3 separate regions of the Sus scrofa genome follow, and regions 2 and 3 are each linked to region 1. A link is a contact called in public HiChIP or PLAC-seq data. All regions are on one chromosome and are shown on one strand. The core of a region is the stretch at or near the end of the contact, and the rest is flanking DNA. Distances in the headings are between cores, read along the strand shown. Region 1 overlaps FAH (fumarylacetoacetase). Region 2 overlaps LOC102167410 (5-formyltetrahydrofolate cyclo-ligase). Region 3 has its middle 18 kb from the start of BCL2A1.

What was found. HiChIP or PLAC-seq counts read pairs in DNA pulled down with a chosen protein or histone mark.
Region 2: an H3K27ac HiChIP or PLAC-seq map of alveolar macrophages shows a contact between it and region 1. The contact joins two enhancer-like sites. A contact is called at or near these places in 1 of 47 Hi-C or Micro-C datasets (embryonic fibroblasts) and 1 of 2 datasets of contacts at active chromatin or transcription factors (alveolar macrophages).
Region 3: a contact with region 1 is called in an H3K27ac HiChIP or PLAC-seq map of alveolar macrophages. The contact joins two enhancer-like sites. A contact is called at or near these places in 1 of 47 Hi-C or Micro-C datasets (embryonic fibroblasts) and 1 of 2 datasets of contacts at active chromatin or transcription factors (alveolar macrophages).

Annotation. Positions count from the first base shown.
Region 1 is chr7:49,072,660-49,076,310 of Sscrofa11.1, forward strand. FAH (fumarylacetoacetase) reads left to right here. Exons shown (of 14, transcript XM_003356648.4): 8 at 452-551; 9 at 1,299-1,429. Among named protein-coding and RNA genes, the nearest start is that of TRNAK-UUU, 6.8 kb to the left of the region's middle. Within about 2 kb of position 1,767, at least 4 of the 83 cell types and tissues checked have an H3K27ac peak or open chromatin away from gene starts, as enhancers often do. A contact at or near this core is called in alveolar macrophages, where this site is marked.
Region 2 is chr7:48,838,301-48,841,951 of Sscrofa11.1, forward strand. The region is part of intron 2 of LOC102167410 (5-formyltetrahydrofolate cyclo-ligase); the gene reads right to left. Among named protein-coding and RNA genes, the nearest start is that of BCL2A1, 58 kb to the right of the region's middle. Within about 2 kb of position 1,616, at least 1 of the 83 cell types and tissues checked has an H3K27ac peak or open chromatin away from gene starts, as enhancers often do. A contact at or near this core is called in alveolar macrophages, where this site is marked.
Region 3 is chr7:48,914,310-48,917,960 of Sscrofa11.1, forward strand. No RefSeq gene overlaps it. Among named protein-coding and RNA genes, the nearest start is that of BCL2A1, 18 kb to the left of the region's middle. Within about 2 kb of position 1,717, at least 13 of the 83 cell types and tissues checked have an H3K27ac peak or open chromatin away from gene starts, as enhancers often do. A contact at or near this core is called in alveolar macrophages, where this site is marked.

The sequences.
Region 1 (3,651 bases), core at 517-3,016:
GTTTCCTCAGAGGCTGTGGGTGAGGGGTGGGGTGTGGGGTTTGCCGTGACAGACTCTCTTGGCTGCATCATGGAGGCAGCCTTTTCATTTTTCATGACACAAACACAAGGCTTGTGTAGCTGTCAAAGCTTAAAATGCAGAGTGAGAACGGGATGGAGGGGAAGGAGCAGAGGCGTGGGAGGAGGTCGATGCAGGGGCCGGTGCTCAGGGGCCGTGAGGGGGCCTCAGGAGGCACTGGCATACAGCTGCTCACCGCTTCCCAGGGTGGCTATCTGTCCACTCAGGGGTCCTTTAGGATGTTGGAAATATGGTGGATTTGTAGCCTTGCCAGGCCCCGGTGGCTGTCCAGGTCCCCGGCTACTGTTTGGAACTGCCTGACCTTTGCCCTCCAGGGAAGTGACCTGGGGCAGCAGGTCAGAGCCAGATTCTCATCAGCTTTCCCCCATGTCAGGCTTTCTTTGTAGGCCCTGGGAACAGACTTGGAGAGCCCATCCCCATCTCCAAGGCCCACGAGCACATTTTTGGAATGGTCCTTATGAACGACTGGAGTGGTAATTATGGGGCGCTGGGCTTCCTGGAGCTGTTTCCTGTGCACACACTGCTCTGGGGGAAGGCTGGGTACCTGGGACACTTTCACAGATGCCAGGGATGGTCGCCTGGGCCCGGTGCCAGACAAAGGCAGCAGGTGGTACAGTGGCTGAGAGCTCAGGCTTGGGTATCAAACAGACTTCCCAGCTCTGAGCTCCAAGTTTCTTGTAAGTTGAATAAGGATAAGACTGGATGTCCCAGCTAACGTTTCTGAGCTGTTATGCTCCAGGCTCTGTGCTGAACACCCCACGTGGACTCTTCTCCTGAGTCCCTGCTTGGATCGGGCCATATTATTACTCCCCTTTTATAGGCGAGGAATGAGGCACAGAGATTTCAGCTAGTTGTGGAGCTGAAATTTCAAACAAGCAGCCCTGTTTCTGAGCCTGTGTCAACCCTGAGGCCATATACAGAGGAAGATGGGGCCGCGAGTCCCAGGAAGTGTCACCTCAGGTATAAGGATGAGCTTCCAGCCCCTTCAGGGGAAGCTGTGCTGACTGCCCTTGGGACATCTTTCTCTTTGCTGCAACCTGGCACAGCGACCTCAAAGCACCTATGTCCTTGAACCTGGGGCTGCCAGCCTGGTTGGGGCCCGAGCACCAGGGGTGGGGGGAGGCTGTGCTGAGCATCTGTGCCCCTCGGTCAAGGCGAGGAGGGACTTGGTACAAGACCCGGTCAGCGTTTGTAAGCCCTTCCCCGCCCTTCTCCTGTAGCTCGAGACATTCAGAAGTGGGAGTATGTCCCTCTTGGGCCGTTCCTCGGGAAGAGTTTTGGAACCACCATATCCCCATGGGTGGTGCCCATGGATGCCCTCATGCCCTTTGCTGTGCCCAACCCAGAGCAGGTAAGCATACCCTGTGCAGGAAGTCCCAAACCCAGGCCCCTCTGACTCCGAGGCTGTTTGCCCACCAGGCATGGAGAGGGTCTGGAGGGTAAGCTCTGTGCCCCATCATGGCCTCATGCTGGGGGTCTCTAAGCAGGCATGGCATCAATCATTCTACCTTGTGCTTTCCGTGCCCCCTGCATGGTTCTTGGAGGAAAGCGTGGAATTTTGTAAACTTCAGAATGCTCTGAGGCCATAAGAACTGGCCAGTTGGCAGAAGAGGTCCCTGCCAGAATCACCACATGGCACAACTTCCCAGGTCCCTAGGTTGTGTTCTGTGCAATGGTGCCCCCTGGAGCCCAACTGATAGATTGCAGTGTGGAGTCAGGCAGCCAGGAGTCCTGGTCCAGAGCCTCCTGTGCCCATGCCACCATCCAGGGGCGTCTCAGCCTCAGCCCTCATGCCTCAGTCCATTGCAGCCTGGCAGCTGCCTTTACCCGGTCACCGCCAGTGGTCTCACCACTGTGCCCTGTGACCTTGGTGGTTGCCTGTGGCCCTGTGCCCTCTTCAGCGTGGATGCCTCGGCATCCCCCTACTCTTCCTAGGCAGTCACTCCCCCTGGCTTCTGACATGACCTGTCCCTGTTCCCCCATGTCTCCCAGAGTCCCAGGATGCTCCAACAGCCCAGAGGGCAGCCCTAGCTGAGCGCTCAGCCTCTGCCCCTCCTCCCACCCCTCCCCTGAGCTTCTTACCTTGCTCTTGGCCTCCCCCCACGACCCCTCCCGCCCCAACACACAAGGCTCCCTCACCCAGGCCACCCGCCCATGTTCCTGGACACCCCTCAGCCCTGCCTCCGTCTCACGGAGCTGTGCTCAAGGTCCTTGCAGACCAGTTTCCCGTGAAGCTCCCGCAGGCCTCTCATGCTTGTCCCCTTGCTCCCTCCTTGACCACTCCTGCACAGCCATTGTGTTCAGTCGCTGAGACATGTCCCTTCTTCCCTCCTTGGTGAGCCCCCACCTGTGCCTTCTTCTGCAGCCCACCCCCACGGGGACTGTCTAGCCTGCTGCTGCACCCCCTGCTCGTCCCCTCCAGGCTCCATCCCTGGTCCAGCTCTCCGTTCACAGGCGCCCCTGTACCGTTGCCAGGGCTCTCTGGGCTCCATCTCTCTTTACGCCAGCCTTTCCTGAATACCATTACATGCAACTCTCATGGCTCTTGCCAATTCTGAACTCTTATTTCTTTAATGCCTAAAAGCAGCTTCCATTTGAAGACTTTTTTTTTTTTTTTTTTGCTAAAATTTTTAGGGCTGCACTTGTGGCATATGGAGGTTCCCAGGCTAGGGGTCTAATTGGAGCTACAGCTGCTGGCCTACACCACAGCCACAGCAGCGCCAGATCTGAGCCGCATCTGCAACCTACACCACAGCTCACAGTAATGCCGGATCCTTAACCCACTGAGCAAGGCTAGGGATCGAACCCGCAACCCCGTGGTTCCTAGTCGGATTTGTTTCCGCTGCACCACGGCGGGAACTCCAGCTTCCATTTGAAAATTCTAACAGTGTATTTAGAAAAGGAACTTTATGTCCCATTGGTATCACTTGCCACCAAGTTCAACCTAAAAAGAAAGAGAGCTATTAAAACCAAATCACCCTATGTTATCTCATGTACCACTAGATTCACATATTGCTCTTTGGGAAAACAATGCTTTTGGCCAAGGTGCCGACCTTCTGGCCTGGCTGTCGAATCTGCCTCCACAGCTGGGGCCTGTCCCTGCCGGCCACCATCCCTTTCTGCTGCCCCGGCCTTTCCCACGGGCCTTGCTTTTTCCCCCATCTCTGACCTTCCCACTGTCTGCACCTTCCCACTGTCCCCATCTTTCCCACTCTCCCCACCTTCCCACTGTCCCCCTTCCCACTGTCCCCACCTTCCCATTGTCCCCCTTCCCACTGTCCCCACCTTCCCACTGTCCCCCTTCCCACTGTCCCCCTACCCACTGTCCCCACCTTCTCACTCTCCCCACCTTCCCCCTGTTCCCACCTTCCCACTGTCCCCACCTTCCCACTGTCCCCACTTTCCCACAGTCCTCACCTTCCCACTGTCCCCCTTCCCACTGTTCCTACCTTCTCACTCTCCCCACCTTCCCACTGTCCCCCTTCCCACTGTCCCCACCTTCCCACCATCCCCCACTTCCCCAGCATGCTCCTTCAGCTTTTTGGGGACCTCTCTGATGCGGCTTCTGTACCT
Region 2 (3,651 bases), core at 366-2,865, 230 kb before region 1:
AAGGGCCAGGATGGAAAGGCAGGGACAGAGCGTCATGAATAAAAATGCAGTGAGCAAAGGCACGGATGGGGAAAAGCATGGAGTCTGTTCAGGGCCAGGGATTGGTTCTCTTTGGAAGGATTTATGAATGAAGGAAAAGCAAGATGGCTGGAAGGATACCTTTAGACCATGTTGAGAAGGGTGCCCAATGCCATGGTAAGAAATCTACTTAATTCTACAGGGTGAGCCAGGGAACCCCTTGATGGCCTCTGAGAGGAAAGAGAAGGAAACCCATGCCGAGCCTTCAGGAAAATCACAACTCCAAAGGCATGCAGGGAAATCATAGAGAATCTGGGATGCTGGGAAAAAAAAAGTGACTAGGTCTTTTCTGCCATTTAAAAAAAAAAAAAAAAACCAACAGCTCTACATGGACTTCCCTTGTGGCTTGGCAAGTGTAAGGAGGATCCTACATTGTCACTGAAGAGGCTTAGGTTGAAGCTGTGGCTTGGGTCAATCCCTGGCCCTGGGGACCTCTGCATGCCCATGGATACGGCCAAAAGAGAAAAAAAAAAAAAGAAAAATTCAACGTGGAATATTCTTAGTTAACCAGTTTTGTTCCTTACAAAATTTGCTACAAAACTGCCTACTCTTCCCACATACTGCCAATAATATATCAGAAGGACTCCTGAGAGGGCCCTTATCAGCCAAGTCTCAGGGCTACAAACAAGACCCTGGACTCTGGACACCACAGTTATATCTCTCCTTATCCAAGAGGAAACTGGATTTCCTTCAGAGCTTTTTTTTTTTTTTTTTTTTTTTTTTTTGGCTTTTTGCCATTTCTTGGGCCGCTCCCACGGCATATGGATGTTCCCAGGCTAGGGGTCTAATTGGAGCTCTAGCAGCCAGGCTTCACCAGAGCCACAGCAACATGGGATCCGAGCTGTGTCTGCAACCTACACCACAGCTCATGGCAACGCCGGATCGTTAACCCACTGAGCAAGGGCAGGGATCGAACCCGCAACTTCATGGTTCCTAGTTGGATTCGTTAACCACTGCACCATGACGGGAACTCCTCCTTCAGAGTTTTTAAAACTCTTTAGAAAAGGTAAAACAAAAAAGTTTCTTTGTAGTAATAAAACTGTTCTGCATTTTGATTGCTGCAGTGGTTCCACAACTCTATAGATGTGATAAAAATGCAGAGAAATGTGCACACCCATACACATAAATGAGCTGACTGGAAACGGCTGAAATCTGAATGTGGCTGGTAGATGGTGCAAGGTCAGTATCCTGGTTTTGACATGGCGGTACAGTTGCCTAAGAGGTTATTATCAAGGGAAGCTGGCTAAAGGGTACACTGGCCCCACCCTGCACTATTTTTGCAACTTATTATTTTAAAACAATACATCTTTAGAAAAGCAGCTCATACTGTGACTTCCACCTCAGAAAGTCTAAAACCAAATCAGCCCAAATCTACCCTCAATCTTACCTGCCTTTCATTGACCAGAGACTCTAAAAATAATCCCCTTTTCACCGCTTGCCCTCACGAGTTCCCTTTCTAGCCTTCACACTCTTGTCCCACAGTTCGAGTCTCTGAACTTTACAGAAGTCCCATCCTATCTTAAAGACTCAGCCCATGGTTTCTTCCTTTGCCTTCGCATAAATCCACCAAGGCACTCACTTCTCCAAAATCCAGTGAGTAGGACTTCCTGTCATGGCTCAGTGGTTAAAGAATCCGACTAAGAACCATGAGGTTGCGGGTTCGATCCCTGGCCTTGCTCAGTGGGTTAAGGATCTGGCATTGCCGTGAGCTGTGGTGTAGGTCGCAGACGTGGCTCGGATCTGGCATTGCTGTGGCTGTGGTGTAGGCTAGCGGCTACAGCTCTGATTAGACCCCTAGCATGGGAACCTCCATATGCCACGGGAGCAGCCCTAGAAAAGACAAAAAGACAAAAAAAAAAAAAAAATCCAGTGAGTACTGGTGTCAGAGGGCTAGGTGCTCAGCATATGTACCCTTGGAAGGTCCCACCTCTGCAGTGAAGATTAAATGGGCCACATCTTTTCCATAGGCAGATACTGATGGGGGGAGCCAGCTGAATAAAGGAAAGATATTTCCTTGGAAGTGGCATTTTGCCCACTTCATAACTTGGCCTAAAGCTGTCCTTAGGGTTCACCTGGTTTCTTTACCCTCATTTTGCAGGGAAAAAAATATATATATATTTTTTTATTACTTGGTATATTTATTGGGAAAGATTATAAACTTTTGGAGGATATTTTTGACACAGGTGTACTGAATGATTTATATTATTTCTCGCCAACATAACCAATTAGGCTGTGCAGAGAGGAGGCTGGAAGTTATCCTATTAGCCATATGCAAGTCCTGATGTTATATCTACAGTAGGAAGAACAGGACATTATATTCAAGGTCAATTTCACATCCAGTAACTCTACATTCAGGTAACAAAAGACAATTGCTTTCAGTTCATTTCACGCAACTATTGTTATAATCCAAGAATCTAACATCTTGTTTGTAAGCAATTTTAAAACATTAATCTACCTAAACTGAATAGTATCTGCTTCCGTTTCTCCAAAATATAGCTTCTATGTTGGACTCTACATATTTTCTTCTCTGTGATTTTGGTGACTATCTTTAACAGTCTTTTAGAGGGAGGGTGTTTTAGAAGTAAGGACACCTGGGTTGTTTCCCATCGAGGCCTGTTCCTTCATCTGCAAAATGAAAGGATCAACCTAGATGATCTCCAAAATCCCTTCCAGTTCAAACAATCCCCGGTATGCTAATTAAATGACCAAAGGATACAGAAAGGCAAGAAACTGCAGATAAAACCACCACCCAGGCTAATACATTTGTAAAACACTGACATCTGCTGGAAACTGGGAAAAATACTCAGTCCACCCAAAAGCAGCAGCCTTTAAAAACCTGGTCTTAGACATCTCACTTTGAAAAACACGTTCTCAAAGACTCAAGTTTCTTATGAAATTGAGTTTTCTAAAATTTCATTTTCGTTTTAGGCAAAATTTTGAAGAAAATAACTTTAAATCTACTTCAGAAACTTCTAGAACCAGAATTCTGGTTCAAATGGAGCTATTTGGAAACTTGAGCCTAAGTTCCTATACTTGCCTAAACAACTTGCCTAACCAACTTGAAAATATGATGGAAAAAAAAAATCCCACTCACAATAACAATTATTAATTGACTATAAATATATTTATCAAGAAATATGCAGAAACATGACTAAAAGCAAAAAAGTCCACAGAGGAGCACAGAAAAAGCCCTGATAAGGGAGGCATGCCATATTCCCAGAGAAGGCTGATGTTGACATTTCAAACCAATATGAAAATAGTTTTGGGCTACCTGGCTGTTTTTTTTTATAAAAAGTTAAGTTTCGGAGTTCCCGTCATAGTGCAGTGGTTAACGAACCTGACTAGGAACCATGAGGTTGCGGGTTTGATCCCTGGTCTTGTTCAGTGGGTTAAGGATCCAGCATTGCTGTGAGCTGTGGTGTAGGTTGCAGACGCAGCTCGGATCCCACATTGCTGTGACTGTGGTATAGGCCAGCAGCTACAGCTTCCCATTGGACCCCTAACCTGGGAATCTCCATGTGCCACAGGTGGGGCCCTAGAAAAGACAAAAAATAAATGAATAAATAAATAAAG
Region 3 (3,651 bases), core at 467-2,966, 160 kb before region 1:
TACAGCTCCAATTAGCCCCCTAGCCTGGGAACCTCTATATGCCATGGGAGCGGCCCACCAAATGGCAAAAAGACAAAAAAAAAAAAAAAAAAAAAATTAAGTACTGGGTTAACTTTGGGCAAATTGAACCATATAAATTGGAAGATATCAACCTCATTACTTCACAGCAGACTTTAATGTCTATTTACCACTTGGAATTTGGGGTTAGTAGATGCAAACTATTGCCTTGGAATGGATAACAATAAGATCCTGCTGTATAGCACTGGGAACTCTATCTAGTCACTGATGATGGAGCATGATAAGGTGAGAAAAAAGAATCTATACATGGATGTGTGACTGGGTCACCTTGCTGTAGAGCAGAAAATTGACAGAACACTGCAAACCAGCTATAATCAGAAAATAAAAACCATTATTAAAAAAATAAAGTTTATTTACCAAATAGTTTGTTTTAAGAAGCTGGAACTTTACCCATTTTATGTAGGGTCATGATTTAAAATACTTATGTATTATATTTTATGATTATGTCCTGTTTGAAACCCTCTTATGGCTTCCTTTAACTCTGGAAAAAGATTTCAAACTTTACCCTACCTACAAGAGCCAGGCTGTCTGGGCCCTGGCCCCTTCCACCCAGTTCCGGCCCTCCCTCCTATTGCTCACCCCACTCTGACCACACTGGTCATCTTGCTTTTCCTGGTACACAACGGTACCCACCGTGCCCCTCAGGGCCTCTGTATTCGAGGTTTCACGCTACTTGGAATCCTCTCCTCCAGGTATTTGCATGGTTCTCTTCCTCACCTTATTTACTTCATAGCTCTTACTTATTTGTTTGCTTATGTTTCTATTGTCTGTCTTTCCCACTAGGACGTAAGCATCCAGAGGGCAGAAGCCTCTCTTTTCACCACTGTAACTTCAGCACCTGGAACATAGTGAGCAATCCTTCAATATTTGGTGACTGAACACTTGAATGAGTGGAGAAAGGCTGTTTGAGCTTTACAGAGAGACAGAGTCTTGATGACAGCATTCCAGCTCCTGGATCCAGCCAGACCTGCACCAGCTATACTACTGGACTTTTCAGTTATATCAATCTAGACCTGAGGCAGACAGGAAGGGAGAATCTATATTCTGTGTTCGGCAGCCAGCTGGCAAGAGTGGAAAAAGCCAGCCTGGCCACTCTCCGAATCTGTAATATCAGAGATGTCTCCCAATCAAATAATAGCAATATTAGGTATGTTTTGAGAACTACTCACCTCCCTGCTCCAGAAGAGCAGCCTGAAAGGACCTCAAATAGGACTTTGACCCTCATGAAGGGGTCCTCCACCCACTCCCCACTGCCCCCTCTCCCCCAGCTAAGAGCAGGGTAGGGAAGCAGCAGCCCCTCCTTTGCTGGCAAGACTTTGAAAGTTCAGCTTCGAGCACAAGTGAATGTAGTATTTTTCAGCACAATATGGACAAGGCCAGCTTGGCTTCCTCATCCCCAGAAAGGGTCCTCCCTTTACCCAAAGTGCCACGGTGCTGCCCCTTCCTTGCCCCTCAAGACGCTGCCCAGTGGACAGGGAGGGAAAAGACTCAGTCCAGACCAAGATCAAGCGTTATCGTCCTTCATGCCCCAAGGCTTCTGGAATACTCTTCCCCTCACTCTGCCTATGCTGCCTTGAACCACACCAGGAGGCAGGAAGAGGTTCCTGCTCCATGGGGAAACCCCTGCACCCTGGCCTGAGTCGGAAGTCACAACAGCGTCAGCTGTGACCGGATCTTATAAACCAGACCAGATTTCCTCTCGTCACAAAGCCACTGTGTCTGTGGTTTTTCTTTTTCAGGGTACAGCTGTAATTAGTGCTTGGGAGTCCAAGGCCACAAGGGTCCAGAGAGCAGGGGCCCAGCTGTATGGCACCCCACTTTCCAGCAGGAACACAGCCCAGCTGAGAGTAAGGCCATGCGCTGGAAAAGACATTCTGAGACCCGGGTGCTAGTCCTAGCTCTGCCGCTAAGGTAAATCCCTTCACCTTCCAGAATTCCCTACGGGTTCATCATGATAACACCTGCCATGCATAGATGCTGTGGGGATCAAATGCACTAGTCAAAATAAGGGTCTTTCACCAACTCAAAAGTTCTGCGTCCTCTGAGCCGCTTCAATGTGCTCTAGTGACTCTGGGGTCTTTCTGGTTCAGGTTTCTCCTAACACGTTCCCTCCTTTACTCCTTCACCACACACTTTGCTGTGACATTCAGTAGCTTTGCATCGCCTGGAGCTAAGAGTCCTGATGCTGGGAGTTCCCAGGTCTGGTTTCCGGGCCTATTTTCCACACTGGGGCCTCAGTTTTTCCACCTGTAAGCTAAGAAAGTCAGACCAAGGCATTTCCAGATTCTCTCCAAGCTCCCTAAACTCTTCGATCCTTATCTTAGATCATTAGAAGGGCTTACTAGCCTCCTAAAATAAGTTGAGCAGCTTCTACTCCTAAAAAAAGGGAGGTGGGGGGGTGGGAGAGAGATGAAACAAGCTGGAAAAAATGTTGGAAATTTGTGAAGCTGGGGGAGGGGGACATGTGTGTTCTCTATTCTCTTTAATCTTGTGCATGTTAAGATTTTTCAAACTGAAAAAAGGTGCACATCTTTTTTTTTTTTTTTTTAATAGAGGCGCCATTGAATTTGAGCATCACTATGACCTTTGTTTTCTGGCTTTCTCAAGAAGTAACCAGCCTGAAGAAAGGGTACCTTCCAAAGGAAACTCCCTTCCTTTGTCATCCTTCGTATCCCCATCTCCGTGCCTGCCCCAGACAGCTTCCACAGTGGCTCCAACATCAGAAAAGCTTGGGGGATTTCCAGAACCTTCTGTTCCCACTTCCCATTTCTGAAAAGTTTTGAACTATCGCATATGTAAAGCAAAGAGTCACAGACAGGGGAAAACTCAAGTTTTTGGCCAACTTAGGGGCTTTAAGGAAGCCTCGCTGTGGGGCTGCTCGCAGGAGAACTGTTCATAGTTCAGGGTCACCTGCTCAGTTCTTCCCTCAACCAGAGGGAACTTGAAGTCACTCCCCTTTTCCAACCTGGCTAGGCTGGCAAGCCCAGTGGAAGTTACTGCCCCCACCCCATCCCCGGGGCTAAGAAAAGCCTCTGCGGGACAGGCCTGCACCTCTTCCTGCAGGAATAGAAGGGCTGGCAGGACTGCAGGGACTCAGACAGAACCCCTAACAGAAGGAGGGCAACTCTGATCCAACTGCCATCTCTGGCTCTGCGCCCTCCCTGCCGGCCAAGCCTGCCAGCTCCTGCCCATAACCGCTGATTGTGGGTCGACCTTGAGGGGCTGTGCTCTTCTTCACGGCCCAGGAGGGCCGCCTTTCCAATGACAGGACTGCAGGGAGGTTTTCCAGACTCTCCAGATGGTGCATGCAGGCAGACAAGCCTCTGGGGTCACTGGCAGCAAAAGTACCAGTTCAGGTTTTACCAGATTCTCTCAATGGTGTGTTCTATGTAAAAACAGCCACGAACTTAGACCTGAATAACTTAGGGTTTTTATCTGGTTTGGGGGGGATGGAGGAAGAATCCCGTGTCTAGTCAACATTATTTCATGGACTGTTTACCAAATGCCCGCTGAGAACCTAGCTCTGAGCTGGTGCTGAACATAAAGAGAAATCAGAGAAGTCCTGCCCTCAAG